Regions from separate parts of the Mus musculus genome. Here regions 2, 3, 4 and 5 are each linked to region 1. Evidence: chromatin contacts called from public promoter capture Hi-C data. All regions are on one chromosome and are shown on one strand. The core of a region is the stretch at or near the end of the contact, and the rest is flanking DNA. Distances in the headings are between cores, read along the strand shown. Region 1 holds the start of Atp1b1 (ATPase, Na+/K+ transporting, beta 1 polypeptide). Region 2 holds the start of Tada1 (transcriptional adaptor 1). Region 3 holds the start of Creg1 (cellular repressor of E1A-stimulated genes 1). Region 4 holds the start of Rcsd1 (RCSD domain containing 1). Region 5 holds the start of Mpzl1 (myelin protein zero-like 1).

The links. Promoter capture Hi-C pulls out the DNA fragments that hold promoters and counts their contacts.
Region 2: a promoter capture Hi-C map of liver shows a contact between it and region 1, with 2.5 times the contacts expected there. The contact joins the promoter of Tada1 here to the promoter of Atp1b1 in region 1.
Region 3: a contact with region 1 is called in a promoter capture Hi-C map of liver, with 3 times the contacts expected there. The contact joins the promoter of Creg1 here to the promoter of Atp1b1 in region 1. A contact is called at or near these places in 1 of 39 promoter capture datasets (liver) and 1 of 484 Hi-C or Micro-C datasets (embryonic stem cells).
Region 4: a promoter capture Hi-C map of pre-B cells shows a contact between it and region 1, with 2.9 times the contacts expected there. The contact joins the promoter of Rcsd1 here to the promoter of Atp1b1 in region 1. A contact is called at or near these places in 1 of 39 promoter capture datasets (pre-B cells) and 1 of 115 datasets of contacts at active chromatin or transcription factors (thymic regulatory T cells).
Region 5: a contact with region 1 is called in a promoter capture Hi-C map of second pharyngeal arch cranial neural crest. The contact joins the promoter of Mpzl1 here to the promoter of Atp1b1 in region 1. A contact is called at or near these places in 3 of 39 promoter capture datasets (cranial neural crest, frontonasal cranial neural crest and second pharyngeal arch cranial neural crest), 1 of 484 Hi-C or Micro-C datasets (embryonic stem cells) and 2 of 115 datasets of contacts at active chromatin or transcription factors (astrocytes and pancreatic cancer cells).

Annotation. Positions count from the first base shown.
Region 1 is chr1:164,457,008-164,459,782 of GRCm38.p6, reverse strand. Atp1b1 (ATPase, Na+/K+ transporting, beta 1 polypeptide) reads left to right here and starts at 1,428. Exons shown (of 6, transcript NM_009721.6): 1 at 1,428-2,022. The coding sequence starts at 1,926. It overlaps Gm32391 (predicted gene, 32391), which reads right to left and starts at 1,260. Exons shown (of 4, transcript NR_168343.1): 1 at 43-1,260.
Region 2 is chr1:166,377,754-166,380,528 of GRCm38.p6, reverse strand. Tada1 (transcriptional adaptor 1) reads right to left here and starts at 1,362. Exons shown (of 8, transcript NM_030245.3): 1 at 1,053-1,362. The coding sequence starts at 1,126.
Region 3 is chr1:165,762,428-165,765,202 of GRCm38.p6, reverse strand. It overlaps Creg1 (cellular repressor of E1A-stimulated genes 1), which reads right to left and starts at 1,445. Exons shown (of 4, transcript NM_011804.3): 1 at 1,065-1,445. The coding sequence starts at 1,418.
Region 4 is chr1:165,706,663-165,709,437 of GRCm38.p6, reverse strand. It overlaps Rcsd1 (RCSD domain containing 1), which reads left to right and starts at 1,344. Exons shown (of 7, transcript NM_178593.3): 1 at 1,344-1,547. The coding sequence starts at 1,542.
Region 5 is chr1:165,633,092-165,635,866 of GRCm38.p6, reverse strand. Mpzl1 (myelin protein zero-like 1) reads left to right here and starts at 1,326. Exons shown (of 6, transcript NM_001083897.1): 1 at 1,326-1,564. The coding sequence starts at 1,474.

The DNA of each region.
Region 1 (2,775 bases), core at 179-2,678:
GTGGCATCAAATCTACAGGTACAGTCTCTTCTAATAGCTTACCAACCACAAACTTGGGTTTTTTCCAAAATAAACGCTGCAGGGGCAAAGCAGAGTGACTTCTTTCTCAACAAGCTGCTCTCACAGTTGTCCTTGACACAGTGGGTCGGCAGCCCCTGTGGACTCCATGAGACTCAGTTGCTATGTCTCCCCTGAATTTTGGGTATTTTAAGGTTTTCTTCAGTCTTGCAAGTGGGATTAATGAGAAAAAGCTCATTTTTGCATCCCTTCGGTTTTGTCCTTGGGCCTGCAAGATTGACCTTGAAAATGGCAGGGTGTCTTGGGAACCCATCTCTGTGTTGGGAAGGTCTTTGATAAGAAGCTAGCTCTTTGCGCGACCGGCCAGGTCGCTCCAGGGACAGGCTTTTCTGCAGCCACTGCAGAAGCCTCGCCATGTTTTCTGCTGTGTCATCACCATAAGAGCTGTGTGGAAAGCTGTTCAGGGGCTCGGTGGATGAAAATAAGGGCGGATTTTCAGCCAACAAGGATGGAAAGAATGGTCATGTCCAACACAGTGCTCTGCGACATCTTGACATGTGAGCTGGGTCTTCCCAAGTGCTCTGTCATTCCAAGAATTCTACAGTATAGGGTAGGGGTGCCCCCAGTGAGACAGAACAGTAAGCCAATGGGAATACCAGCCACAGACCTGGGCCAGGAGAGTCTTAGGTGGCTGGGTCACGTGCATAAATTGTTCCCCGGGGTCTAGACTGGCAGGAGCCACAACCGGTTCCCAGCTACAGCCCAGGGTGGGTTTGGCAATTGTCCGGATTGAGGTGGTTCAGGCCGCCCACAAGCACAGACCAGGAGTCAGGAACCGAGGCTGCCCGCTGGGCTGGCCTGCAGAAGAGGGACGGGCCGGAACTGCAACCGCAGTGGCAGAGAGTGCGAGGGGGCGGCAGGTGCATAAGCAGAGAGGCGGAGCAGAGCTGGGCAGAGTCACTAGCGTCCTGGAGTGACCTTCCCCCACCTGGCCATGGCCTAGGGGAGGTGGACCTGCAGTAAACCCCGACCAGTACGAAGGGGTAAGACCAGTACGAAGGAGTTGAGGTCTCCGAGGTTCCCAGAGAGCGATGCAGGTGCAGGCCACAGCATTGGCGAGCGGGGGCCGGGAGGACGAGGAGGATTGTCCAGGCACAGCTCGGGGCAGAGAGAGGGCCAGCAGAGCTGCGGGAGCAGTACTCACCCGCCCCCAGTCCCTCTCCGCACCCCTGCTGCGGTGCCAGCCCCTTTAGCTTTGCCGGCTCCTTTGTGCGGGGCCCCGCGCCCGCCCCTTCGGGGGCTCAGGCCCCGCCTTCTCGGCGCTGGCGATTGGCTTGCCGTGCCGCCGGTAGGCGGAGCTACGGATGGTGGAGGCGCGGTATATAGTAAAGGTAGGGCGTGCGCCCTCAGCCAATTTCTCGGCTCCTGGCCTGCGCGCCCGTGTGCCGAGCCCGCGCTCCACTCCGCTCGCCCTTCCCGGTGACTTTCCCTCCTTGTCCCTGGTCCATCTCGCCAGAGGTCACAGCAAGCAGAGTGGTGCAGCTACAGCTTGAAGCAGCAGCTGCGGGGTTCGCTGAGCCCCCCGGAAGGCGATCGGAGTGCGGGGAAAGCCCGAGAGCGGCCGCGCGCCCACCTCTAGGTGCGGGGCTCGGAGCCGCCCAGCCCGCGCGCGCCCTCCTCCCTCGTCCCTCCTCCCTCCGCCCCCGCCGCACCTCCCCCTCCTCCCGCTCTGCCTAGGCTGCTCCGCGGCGCGCCTCGCACTCGGAGAGCCGCAGCGGCAGCGGCGCGTCTCGCTTTCGGAGACAGAGCCGGGCCGCGGGGACACCGAGCAGCCGCCGCGAGGACGCCCAGGGCGCGCGCCGCACTCGCCCTCCCTCGGCCTCGGCCGCCACTGCTGAGCAGACACCATGGCCCGCGGAAAAGCCAAGGAGGAAGGCAGCTGGAAGAAATTCATCTGGAACTCGGAGAAGAAGGAGTTTTTGGGCAGGACCGGTGGTAGTTGGTGTAAGTACGCGCTCCGCGGCTCTGCCGTCGGCGCCTTGGCTTTTCTTAGGAGGCGCGTCTGTACGCGAGCACTGCGGACAGTTCGGCGCCCGCGGGGCTGACCAGGGTGTTAGGGAGTGGGTGGTAGGAGCTGCTAGGAGCGTGCGGCCCTGGGCTTGGCATCCAGTGACAAATGTGGGGGGTCCCCAGGATGCGCCTCGGGTGGGGAGCTGGAGCTAGGGTTTTGGGTATGGTAGGGATCTTCGTTTCCTAAGCCTTTCCTCCTGGGAAATTCGGTCAGGTTCCAGGAGCCTATGTATGTACCCTCCCTTTCCATCTCCCAAGACCTTAGAAAAACGAGATTTGGGGCCGTGAGCAGAACTCACGAGCGTACCTGTTCTAATGCAGACGATGCTGCGATAGATAGCATCATTCTTCCAGTCTAGAAATGTATCTAGAATGGATAGGAACGGGGAGAAGAAATGCATCCACACTGCAGTCCTCACACATTGCAGTCATCACAGCCCAGAAATGGCCCAGTGAGCTCCATTCATGGCTCGTTTTTTAAGCCTTGGCTAGACATGGTGTTTTTAAGCTCTTCATGATACAAACGAAGAAACAGGTTATATTAGAGCATTTCATGCAGCCTGTTGCTTCCTTGGCTGGACTCCCCCTCATACCCCATTGAAAATTACATACCGTGTTTGTTTTTTACCTCCTTACACTGGAAAGGTACTAGGTTTTTTTTTTTAAGGTCATTTTGAAGGGCATAGT
Region 2 (2,775 bases), core at 113-2,612, 1.9 Mb before region 1:
GAAAAAAGAAAAAGAAACTTGTACAAAATTCTTGGGTGTAACAAGACAGCTGCCAAAACGCACAACTTGTGACTCTCCATTGAGAAGTCCACATCTGGGTATGTCTTATTTCCCTGGGCATCTCTTTTTAATTCCGGTGCTTAAAAATCTACAAATAATAATACTTATTATTTATTTATTTATTTATTTATTTAAAGCCTTTTAAAGAGGGGTTCCGACGAGGAGCTTGCACCTAAGCTTTTCTGACGGCCTTTCTATTAACACCACCTCTGCTTCACGGGCTGCTCTTGTCAATCATTTCAACTTCAGTGCCAGGAAATACGGGTTTGCCAGAATTGAAGTTCCCCCAAAAGATCGAGGCTCCTCCTCCGGCTGCCGCAGGCTACTGCTTATAGAGCTGTCACTCTGCCCCAGTCCCTGCTGACAGCCCGGCGGTGTGGGGAACGGGAGGACTTTCCAAGTAACCCCTGAAAAGCATCACACGGCGGGAACCAGAAGCCTCAGTCCCATCCTTGGGCAGTGACTTTGGGGGAATAAGTAATCTCTGTCTCTCGAGTACGAACTGTGCCGATCTCAGGTCTGAGGATTGGCTGGCCCGTGTGGAACACTGGGAAAGGCGTCCTACGGCCGGCTAGGCAGCCGCCCCCTTGGATGCTGTGGTTGTAAGGTGGGTGACCGACCGACTTCACTTGGGGTCTCTGTGCCTTCCGAACCCGCTTTCACAGCTCTTCTAGCTGGCCCCTGAGCAACGCGGGCCTCCGCCTCCGGGAAGCCCTCCGGGCCCCCCCACCCCGCCCCGGCGCGCCCCCCGCTCTACCGACTCCGGGGCGCCTAGGGCGCTGCTCCCGCCCCCACGCGGGTATCACCGGTGTCGGGACGCCCAGGAGAAAGTCCTCCAGCGCCTCGAGTCCCGGCGGAGCCCGCACGGGAGCCGTGGCGGCCGCGAGACGCCTACGGCCTCCGGGAGGTGAAGAGAGTCCAGGGACTACGGCAGCCCCGAGCTTGGGGCACACCCACGGACAGGCCCGGAGGCTGGTCCCCGCGGCTCTTACTGTTTCACGTTGTCCCCCAGCGCCTCGCTCAAGTTCTTCTTGGCTGCCTCCAGCTCGCTCACAAAGGTCGCCATTGCAGCGCGCGTCTTTCAGCCCGACCGTAGACCGCGCGGCCCACGGCCACCAGCAACCGAAAGATCAACGCGGCGGAAGGCCTGCGCGCCGGACGCTGGAGGCTCGACTCGACTCGATTCCACTCGGCTCGGCTCGGCTCGGTTCGGCTCGGCTCGGCTCGGTTCGGCTCGGCTCGGCTCGGCTCGGCTCCGCTCGGCTCGGCTCGGCTCCGCTCGGCTCGGCTCGGCTCGGCTCTGCTCGGCGGCCCCGCCCCCATCCGCTAGGGAGACGTTGCGTGGGTTTGGTTCTTGGCCCCGCCGTCTCGCAGTTGGGAAAGCACCCAGCCAAACTCCCTTCGCCAACTCCCGCCTCTTGGCTCACGTGACCCGCTTCCCCTGGTGGGCGCGTGCCCAACCTACGCCCGCCTGCCCGCCCGCGGCGGCCCCCGGGGCGCGAACTTGACCGCCCCGCCCGCCCTCCGGCCAGGCCCCGCCCTGACTGCAGGTCAGCTCTTCCCAGAAGGAAGAGCTCAGGTCCCCGAGTGCATGCAATATCTAATTTATCCTCTTGTCCTCATTTTTTTGCCAAGTGCTCACCACCTATTGTGACATTTAGTTGGTCGATCTCGTTTTCTGCCTCCTGCAACTAAAACGAGAGCTGCCTGAAGGCAGGATTTATGTTACTCAAGTTCTGAACATTCACTATTGACAGATCAAATAAAAATAATTCCCAAGCAGGACTACCAAAGGTCCTAGGGGAGGTAACAGGAGGAGTCTCAGCAGCTAGTTAGCCTGACCCACAGAGGAAAAGACGCAAAGAACCTCGTTTCAAGTCAAGGTCAAGTGGAAGGACCCACAAGCTAGCTTGTCCTCTCTCAAATTCCAAATTCACACTCGAATATGCACATATATACTACACTAGGAAGCCATAGCTGTGTTCAGCTTAAAACTTTTTAAAGCCTACTTTTAAAGTCTCTCTCTCTCTCTCTCTCTCTCTCTCTCTCTCTCTCTCTCTCTCTCTCTCTCTCGTTTTGACAGAGTGGCCTCTTAACTCACATAGATCCAACTGCCTCTAGTGCTGGCTGGGACTAAAGGCATGGGTCACCATGCCCAGCTTGTTTGTTCTTGAAATAGGGTCTCTCTTTGTAGCCCTGGCTATCTGACACCAGGCTATTATTTTGCCTTAATGTTCATGTTTGTTTGTTTGTTTTTTGAGACAGGGTTTCTCTGTATAGCCCTGGCTGTCCTGGAACTCACTTTGTAGAACAGGCTGGCCTTGAACTCAGAAATCCACCTGTCTCTGCCTCCCAAGTGCTGGGATTAAAGGCATGTGCCACCACTGCCCGGCTAATGTTCATACTTTTAATGACAGCATAATTTTTTAAAGATTTTGTTTTTAGGTAGATGTCGTTGTGAGTGAATTTACAGGTGGTTGTGAGCAGCGGGCCCTGTTAAATACTGCACAGATAAGATGCATACAATGACTTCTTTCCTGTCTATTAAACTGGGGTTTTCTCCTGTATTAAAAGAAATATTTTAACAAGCATCTTTATGCAGATTCTCCTCATTTGTAATTATTACTTTAGGACAGAATCCTGTAAGAGAATCATGGGATCGGGTGGCAGGAATCGTTATGAATGTCTCGTCCCTGTGGTCAAGCGCCTCCCAGT
Region 3 (2,775 bases), core at 196-2,695, 1.3 Mb before region 1:
ATCACACGTGTGTGCAAGTGTGTGCAAGCCGTTGAGCCAGTGTAGGATCACATGTGCGTGCAAGCTGTCAAGATGGGTACTGAGGACCAAATACAGGTCCTCGCGCCTACATGGCAAGTATTTTACCAACTGGGCTATTTCCCTAGCCCCTAGGATTGCAGTTTTAAAAGGCAGTAGCTAATTTAAATTTGTTTAGAACAATACAGAACTCTGTGGAGGCTGAAGAAAACGGGTCTCTTCTATTCTAGCACATGGGTCCCAGTCCTGTGGCCTGTGCTTTGAAGACAAGTGGGTCTGAGGTGAACTAGGGTTGGCCCCCTGGCTTTGCGCAAATTACTTAACCTCATGTCTTCATCTGTAAACCCGGAATAGCCATGCCTGTTTCTAAGAGTTACTACAAGAGACAATGAATGAAAACAGGTGGAACCGAAAAGCCCTAGGCACATACCATGGCAAGGGCTTGGTTAAAGCGTCGGCGTCTCTTGGCTCACTGTTTACCACGACACCAAGCTTTCTCAGTTTTGCCACAGACCCTCCACCGAGTCAGGCTTCATTTCTGGGCTCCTGTGTGGCCTTTCCCTCCCAGGCTGTTTCCACCTGAGCTGTAAGCAGAGCCAGGTCCGCAGTCAACTATAATGCTGTGTAGTAGTTTCCCACTGCTGATAGGTAAAGGTAGGGAAGAGAATCTCCGAAGTCACATAAGCCAAACGCTAAACTATCCAACAATCTGTATGCCTTTAGATCACAAGAGTGCAGTTTATGCAGAGACAGCGCCTAAAGAGGACGCCTGACTATCTGAAGGGTGTGAAGTGCTCCAGGTACTGGCAAAGAATTTACCCCAAGCGCTTAGACCAGTAACAGGGTAAGTAGGAACTTCCTGGTAGTTCCCCAACATCTGGGATGCTACAACCTCCGCCTAGCCAGCGCAGGCCAGAAGAGACAGTCATGTGAGCTGGGTTCAAAAGTCTTATCTCTAAGACCCACGCTCTCCCCAGCGAGCTAAACTGGAGACGCTGGTTTCCTGCTCTGCCGGGTCTGGGAAACCGCGCCGCGCTCCCGCTCACCTGCAGGTCGCTCACGGCTTGCTGCAGTGGACTCAGGTACATGTAGGGCTCGCCCGTGCCTTCTCCCGGAGGACCGTCACTGATTGAGATGATGTCCGCGAAGGGCCAGCCGCGCACCTCCTTTATTGTGGAGATAGTGGCCAGCGAGCCCCAGTCTGAGACGTGAGTCACGAAGCGGGCCACGCGCGGCCCGTCTTCGCGGGGTGGCAGCGGAGGCAATCGCCTGTCCACGTCCCAGTCCCCGTGGTCCCGGCCTCCGCGACCCGAGGCCGGCGACACCAGTAGTGCCACCAGCGCGGGCGCCAGAAGGGCAGCAAGCAGGGAACGCGCGAGCTCAGGAGCACGGGCAGCCATGACGCTGACTGCGGAGTCCCTGCCCACCGACCAAACTCTGCCGGGGTAACTATTGCCTGCCCGTTGTTCCGCCCCTCCGAGAAAGCCAATCAGAGATGAGCAGGCAAGAGGGGGCGTGGCTCCAGTGCAACCCAGTTTCCAGAAGCATATGGTCTGTTCACCGTGTCCTGTGATCTGCTCTGTGAAGAGTGCGAATTTGCCCTAAAGAGATATTTGTTTTGCTTGTTTGATTTACAGACAGATAAATGAGGTCTAGAAGAAATTAAGCAACTTCCTAAGTCACAGTGCTAGAAAAAAGCTGCCTGCATGCACGCACACACCTCCTTTTTAATGTCTTTGAGTATGCTTGCCTGGCATCTAAGAGAACGTGAGTTTTCTGTGTGCTCTTTTCTGTTTACTGACTGTTAGCAAGCAAGCCTATATGTAGTACAGTACAGAAATACCGACATGCAGGAACTTAAAAATTCCTGGCCCAGAAGAGTCTTCAGATAAAGCCACTTTGTTAGTTTTCGGTATCCCACTCAAGACTTTGACCTTGTCCATTTGAGACCTGTCAAGTCATCTAGCTCGGTTAAATTCGTGGTTTCATGCATTTATTCTGGCAGATCCTCCAAGCCCGTGGAGGATTTTCATTCTGCTACCCTAGGGAGTTAGAAAATGTATGCAAACGTGTTTGCGTCGTTTTAAAACTGTGGCCACTGTTAGAATCTTTTAAGCCCCACCCATCCTATAGTCTGAATCAGGCCACACCTCTCTGCAGCTCTCTCTCTTCCTAACAGAGTTATGAAGCAGTCCGTGCTTAGCCGCTACTCTTTTTTCTTTCTTAAAAAAATATTAGGTATTTTCTTCATTTACATTTCAAATGCTATCCCGAAAGTCCCCTGTACCCCCCCCTCCCCTACCCACCCACTCCTACTTCTTGGCCCTGGTGTTCCCCTGTACTGGGGCATATAAAGTTTGCAAGACCAAGGGGCCTTTCTTCCCAATGATGGCCGACTAGGCTATCTTCTGCTACATATGCAGCTAGAGACACGATCTCTGGGGGTACTGGTTAGTTCATGTTGTTGTTCCACCTATAGGGTTGCAGACCCCTTCAGCTCCTTGGCAGCTCCTCTTAGTCTGTGGCACCCAGCTCCCTGTCATGTAGGCCAGGATGAACTAAATCATGGGATGTGAAACTTCCTGACACCTCTAAAATGATATAAAAATCAGGCTTAGCCTCTATTCTAGGGACTGGTGTGAGACTCCTAAAGGAGATTTCTGGAAAGATATTCTGAGGTCTGCCTCTAGCTAGCCCCCCACCCCAATCTGGCCCACTACTCTGTCTTTCTCCTGATCTCTGTCTGTCTCTCTGTCT
Region 4 (2,775 bases), core at 95-2,594, 1.2 Mb before region 1:
AAGCATCTACCACCCTGAGAAGATGCAGAAAATGAAGATCAGATAAGAGGCTTTTCTAAAGGAACTCATCTAGAAAGCATCGGACTAGAATCTCACCCTCTGCCTGCTTCTGAAGCAGAGGTCTTGCCCCTATATGCTGCTGAGTTCAATGAACAGAGGCTGCCCTGACTTCATGGTTTACAAGGTAAGATTTAGAAGGCCTGTGACGTCAAGATCTATAGACCAACTGTGATGAGAAGCAGTCGGGGCAGCCTTTGCAATGTGGGTGAGTTCTCTGCTGGTTTGTGGTAGTGGTTTCTCTTGGGCTCTTTGCACAGGGGCAGCACCAATGCCCTGTGCTATGGTCCACCAATGTGTTGGCTCTCTCTCTCCCTTGCATAGCAGGTCTGGGTTTGGAGTACAAAGTTGAAGGATGCTGTAAGAAGACACACAGGCATCCTTATCAGCCAATTCCCTGAAGAAATGGGACCCTGAAGAGACACCCAGAGCTATAACCCAGTAGCAGCAGACAATGGCCTCGGCACAGATTCAAGTCCCTACATCCCTCCCACGCAGCCTTAAACCGACATTCCCTGGGGAGAGTTACTAAGCGGGGGCCTTATGTGAATTGGATGTTTAGGACCGTGCCCTTTGCTATATTTAATAGGAATGGGAAAAAGGTCCTTTAGCAAGCAGCATGTCGAAGCAGATATTCCCACAACCCCCTAAGCTGCATGCATCAGAGCAGAGGAGAAGAGTAGCCTGCTGCATGCGGCAGGAAACTTGGGGAAACTTTGCTTGGATTCCTCTCCTTCTTCATACACAGATAGATAATAGATGGACAGACTGATAATTGTTTCCTGCAAATGGAATCCAGGAAAAGAGGTATCAAAGCTAAGGCTACTGAACACAGGAAGGCCAGGTATTAGGTTAAGTAATACAGGAGAGGATGGGGGGAGGGGGAGGGAGAAGGAGGAGGAACGGAGGCTGGGAAAATTGGTATGAAAAGAAGGAAATGGCAAAGAGAAAAAGGATGAAAAGGCAATTCTAATTTGAGGCACAAGGAAAGTAAAGAAGGCAGGCTAAAAGAGGGAGAGTTGAGGTGGTCTGAAAAAAGTGCAAAGCCCAGGGTCCTGAGAAACTTCCGCGAGAAAGGGGGCGCGGCGCTGCCCAGCCCATGTTTGGGCAGATTAATGGAGTCGTGGCGGCTCGGGCTCTTGAGTCCTGCCTTGGGAGGGACAGTATCTGTTTAGATTTGTGTCTAAATTTAAACCCCGATCCGGCCTCCCTCTCTGCTCCCCTCCACTCCCCTCCCCTCCTCCTGCGTCCCTCGGTCCCTCCCTCCCTCCTCCTCCTCCTTCCTCGTTCTCTGGCGCAGGGCCCCCAGCTGGGGCAGTCCCGCAGCCGAGTGCAGCCAGGCGCGCGCCGCCGCCCACTCGCCCTGTGCCCGCTACAGCCCCGAAAGTGACCCGGGCTGGGAGCCGAGGGGACAGCGGGGATCGTGGGCTCTTAACCCGAGAGAGCGGGCGTATCCGCAGCCGGAGGAAGACTACCTGGAGGACATGGAGGTAAAAGACCGGCGGGGACACGGGCCTGGGGGAGAGGGAGGTCAGAGCGCTCCTGCCCAGGTCGCCGTTCCTGCTCTCAGCAGGGAGCACGCAGCCGAAAGGTCGCGTAGGCCAAGTTGAGAAAGGCTGGTCCTTGCTCCTCGGAGACCCCTGTGGGCAGGCGTGGGCTTGTCAGGAAAGGACTTCAGGCGAAGGAGGGGCCTTTGTAGGGGTTCAGGTATTCTGACTGTGCACATACGTGCTTTGGGGGGGGGGTTTAGAAAATAAAACTTAGGTACAACTAAAGTCATAAACGGATAAAGGTGTGAACCAAGAACCCCAAAACAAAACTCCAGCAACCCTGACTCAGGCATTGAGAAACAGAGTTGGCAGTTGAAGCCGGGACTCTGCCCGCATGGCTTCCCGTTTTGATTGCAGTGTGGCTTTTCCGACCAGTTGTTCTCTTACTTCTGATGCCCCTTGTTTCTGTCACATCTTCTTTCAAAACTTTCTGAAAAGCTCCCTTGCCGCCGATCAGATAAACTTATTTCTGAGATATTAGAGGCTCTCCAAGATGCCCTGCCTCCTGAGGTTGTGTGCACCTTGGGGTGTGGTAGCCGTATCTGAGAGGTTTGCAGGGGCGAGTCCCAGACTTTCTCTGCGCTTCTCCAACCTCAGTGGAGAATACTGGCCACTACTTTCCATCCAGCTAGTTCATCTAGCTTCCTCCTCCAGGTCTATAGATTTCCAAAGAAATGTTTCCCTTCAAACCCAGACCAGCTGCAGGTGAACTCAGAGGCACAGCATTGGCAAAGCCCCAGGTTCAACTCCCAGGGTCACACACTCAAAGAAAGAAAAAGAAACTGTGACCTTTTATTGTATTCTAATCAATCTCAGTAGGACCTGGGATTTTCAAAGAGGAAAAAAGGAGATGAAAACCCACAGGCCTAAAGGTGATTCCTCCTCCCACTCAAAAGGAAAGAGCTCCTCCTTAGCCCAAGGTCTGCGGAGATCCCGGGCACAGAAGTTCAATCCCTTCCAGGCTTGAGTCCGCTCATCTCTTCTGAGCTTCACTGTCTGCTCTAAAAGAACAATAGCAAGGCTGCATATTTAGCTCAACCAGTTGTCCTAAAGTAGCAAGGTTGCATTTTGCATTCTGGGCACTTGGGAGTGCTGAGTACCTGGGGGGCTGGGGTCTGAGATGGACTCTCTGTAGCGACTTGTGCAAGTCAGGAAGCAGTTGATTAGG
Region 5 (2,775 bases), core at 77-2,576, 1.2 Mb before region 1:
AGAGTCTCACAGGGTAGTCTACACTGTGTGGCACAGGCTGCCTTAGAACTCCTGATGCAGCCTAGGCTGGCTGGCCTCAAACTTGAGACAGTCCTTCTTTCTCAGACTCCTCCACAGCTTGCCCTTTCTACTTTCCTGCTAAACTCTTGGTTATTAAAACTCCAATGTGTGCTCCTTGAAAGTAAAGTGCCACCGATGGGCAGGACCTGCTAACCGGAAGGCAAAATAGCTGCGATATGCATTCTTGGTTTTCTCCAATTGCCTAGTAATTAGGAACTTGCTCTACTGCAAGGTTAAGGGGCTAGGCCACTGGAAACATCGGAAGGACACTGTTAAGACTGGCTTTTGACAAAATCCTGAAAGGAGAGGCCGCGTTTTGGTCTACTGGACTACGCTCCGCCTATTATAGTCTTGTTCCTAAAACTTGTTTTCCTCCTCCAAACTCTCACTTGGATTTTCCCGTTCTTCGTTCACTCTAATCTGTTTTGTGTCTGGTCCCTCCTTTTTCCCCCTTTGAAGACCATTCTCAGAATCCTCCCTCTCTTTAGGGTTTGCTGGGTAACTAGTAGCAGCCGGCACTTTTCAGAATTGAAGTAAGGCACCGCCTCCGTCCTAACTTTTCATCTATAGGCCGAGGGACGTTGATATGCTAAACAAACAGTAAGTGCAGTCACTGGTTATCTAGGTGGCGGGAAAGAGTTCCAATTCCTATTCCTTTCCTGTCCTCTGAAAAGCCAAAAAAGGGCCTGCTCAGAGGTTAGGGCAAGATGGAGACTTCTCATGTTGCAACGCAAATGATCCAGTTCAGGCAAAGACAGATACTCGGCAAAGGTCAAAGAGATGGTGGGTCTTTTTCTATCTCGACCACTGAATGGAAGTCTTTCCTCACCTCTCTCTTCACTTCACTCCTCCCCTCCCCCACCCGGTCCCTAAATTAATTGCTTTTCTTTAGGTGAGTGAGGCCAGGAGTAACCAAGCAGATCCTAGTCGGAAATGATATCCGGACTTGGAAGAGACCGCGGGGAGGGACATTAAGAGAACTGTGGGACTGGCCCCTCAGAGAGGAGGGCAGCCTCTGGCGGCGGTGGGCCGGAGGGCAGCCCCACGACCAGCCACGCAGGCAGGCTCAAAGTAATGCGGCTGCAGAGGCACAGTACGCGGGCATGCTGCACAGATCACACCAAGGGCGGGGCCCGGAGGGCGGGGCCTTGCCCGAGGGGGCTGACAGGGAGTCGAGTTGTCCAATGGCTTCTTTCCCAGGTTGCCAGGAGGACCAATGAGCGAGCAGTGGGGCGGGCACAGGGGCTGGAGCTGGGCAGAAGGCTGGCGGTTGGCCACTGGGGCCGGGAGCGGGGAGCGGTGGCGTGGAGGTGTCCTCGCGCTCGCAGCCGCGATCCGGACAGAGCTGTGTGGTCTAAGGCAAGCCAGCCGACCGCAGCGGGAAGCCGGGCGGAACGGAGCGGCGGGAGCAGGATGGCAGAGGCCGTCGGAGCCGTGGCACTGATTGCGGCCCCGGCCCGCCGGCGCTGGCTGTGGTCGGTGCTAGCCGCGATGCTCGGGCTGTGTGAGTGATGCCGAGCCGGGGTCGGGCGGGGGCTCCGCGGCCGTGCGCGCGCTCGGGGCGCCTCGGAGGGGAGGGGGCGCGGCCTGCGAGCTCTGGGGCCTGGGCACGCCGCCCGGGGAGCGCGGCCGGGAGCCGAGGAACCTCTTTCTTTGGATCCCTTTGCGTAGAGGGCGAGGGGGGTGGGGCGGGGAGGGGTGAGGGAGCTCCCTACCTTGCAGCTCCCTGGGGACAGTCCCAGGAGCCCACTCACGCCCAGTCCCCTGCGGTCGCCTCCTGGCGATTCTGAGTTGCCCAGGACCTCCCGGGAGTCCGACTCTGGAATTGATGTTCTCCACCTTTGGGAGATGGCGGAAGATTGCAGGATTTTTCACCTGTGGGCCTTTGTTGGTTTATTTCCTTGTTTAAACCAGTGTTTTTCCTTTACCTGGTAAGATCTATTTCGAATGCGCTCAGATCAATTCTTAAGGCTCTATGATTGAAAACTCAGACTCTCATTTATTTCATCTCTGGGGTCTGTAAATCACAGAGGCGAAATTTACGTTACTTCTAGCCTAGAATGCAAAGGCTTGAAAGAATTCGGTCGAATTCGTATTAATGGTAAACATGGGCAAGATAGTTTGACAAGACGAACATTTACAAAGCATGCTTTTACTTTGATTTTAAAAGCCCCCCTCTCAGGCCCTTACCAAATAAACCAGGCTTAAGTTTTTGATAAAGGCTCCGGCTCGGTTTATATGACGTCTTGGACGAGTTGTTTTATGGGGCGTCTGAAGTAGTGTCTGCCCCAGGACTTTTTTTGTGTGTTGTTCAAAGTAAAGTACTTGTTTCTGTCTCAGAATTCAGCTAAGTAGTGGTTACCGAGAGGTCGAACTCCTAAGAAAACACGGAGGGGGTTCCTCCCACTCATTCTTTTGTTGTGTAAAATGTAATTTGTTCAAAATCCATTACTCAGTACTTTCTTTCGTGCAAAAGTTCTTAATGTAGTAGTCTCTCGAACCAGGAGTATAGGTGAGATTCTGTTGGATTTCCAGCTTTCATTTAAGCTCCTAGTTAATAGCTTGGAGGTGAAAATGGACAAGATTCTTTTTTTTTTTTTTTTTTTTTATGTATCAGATGGGATCTGTTTTGTTTTTGTTTTTGTTTTCCTGTTTCTCCTAAGGAAACAGAAAAGGCGTGGGTTTTTGTTTGTTTGTTTGTTTGTTTGTTTTTGC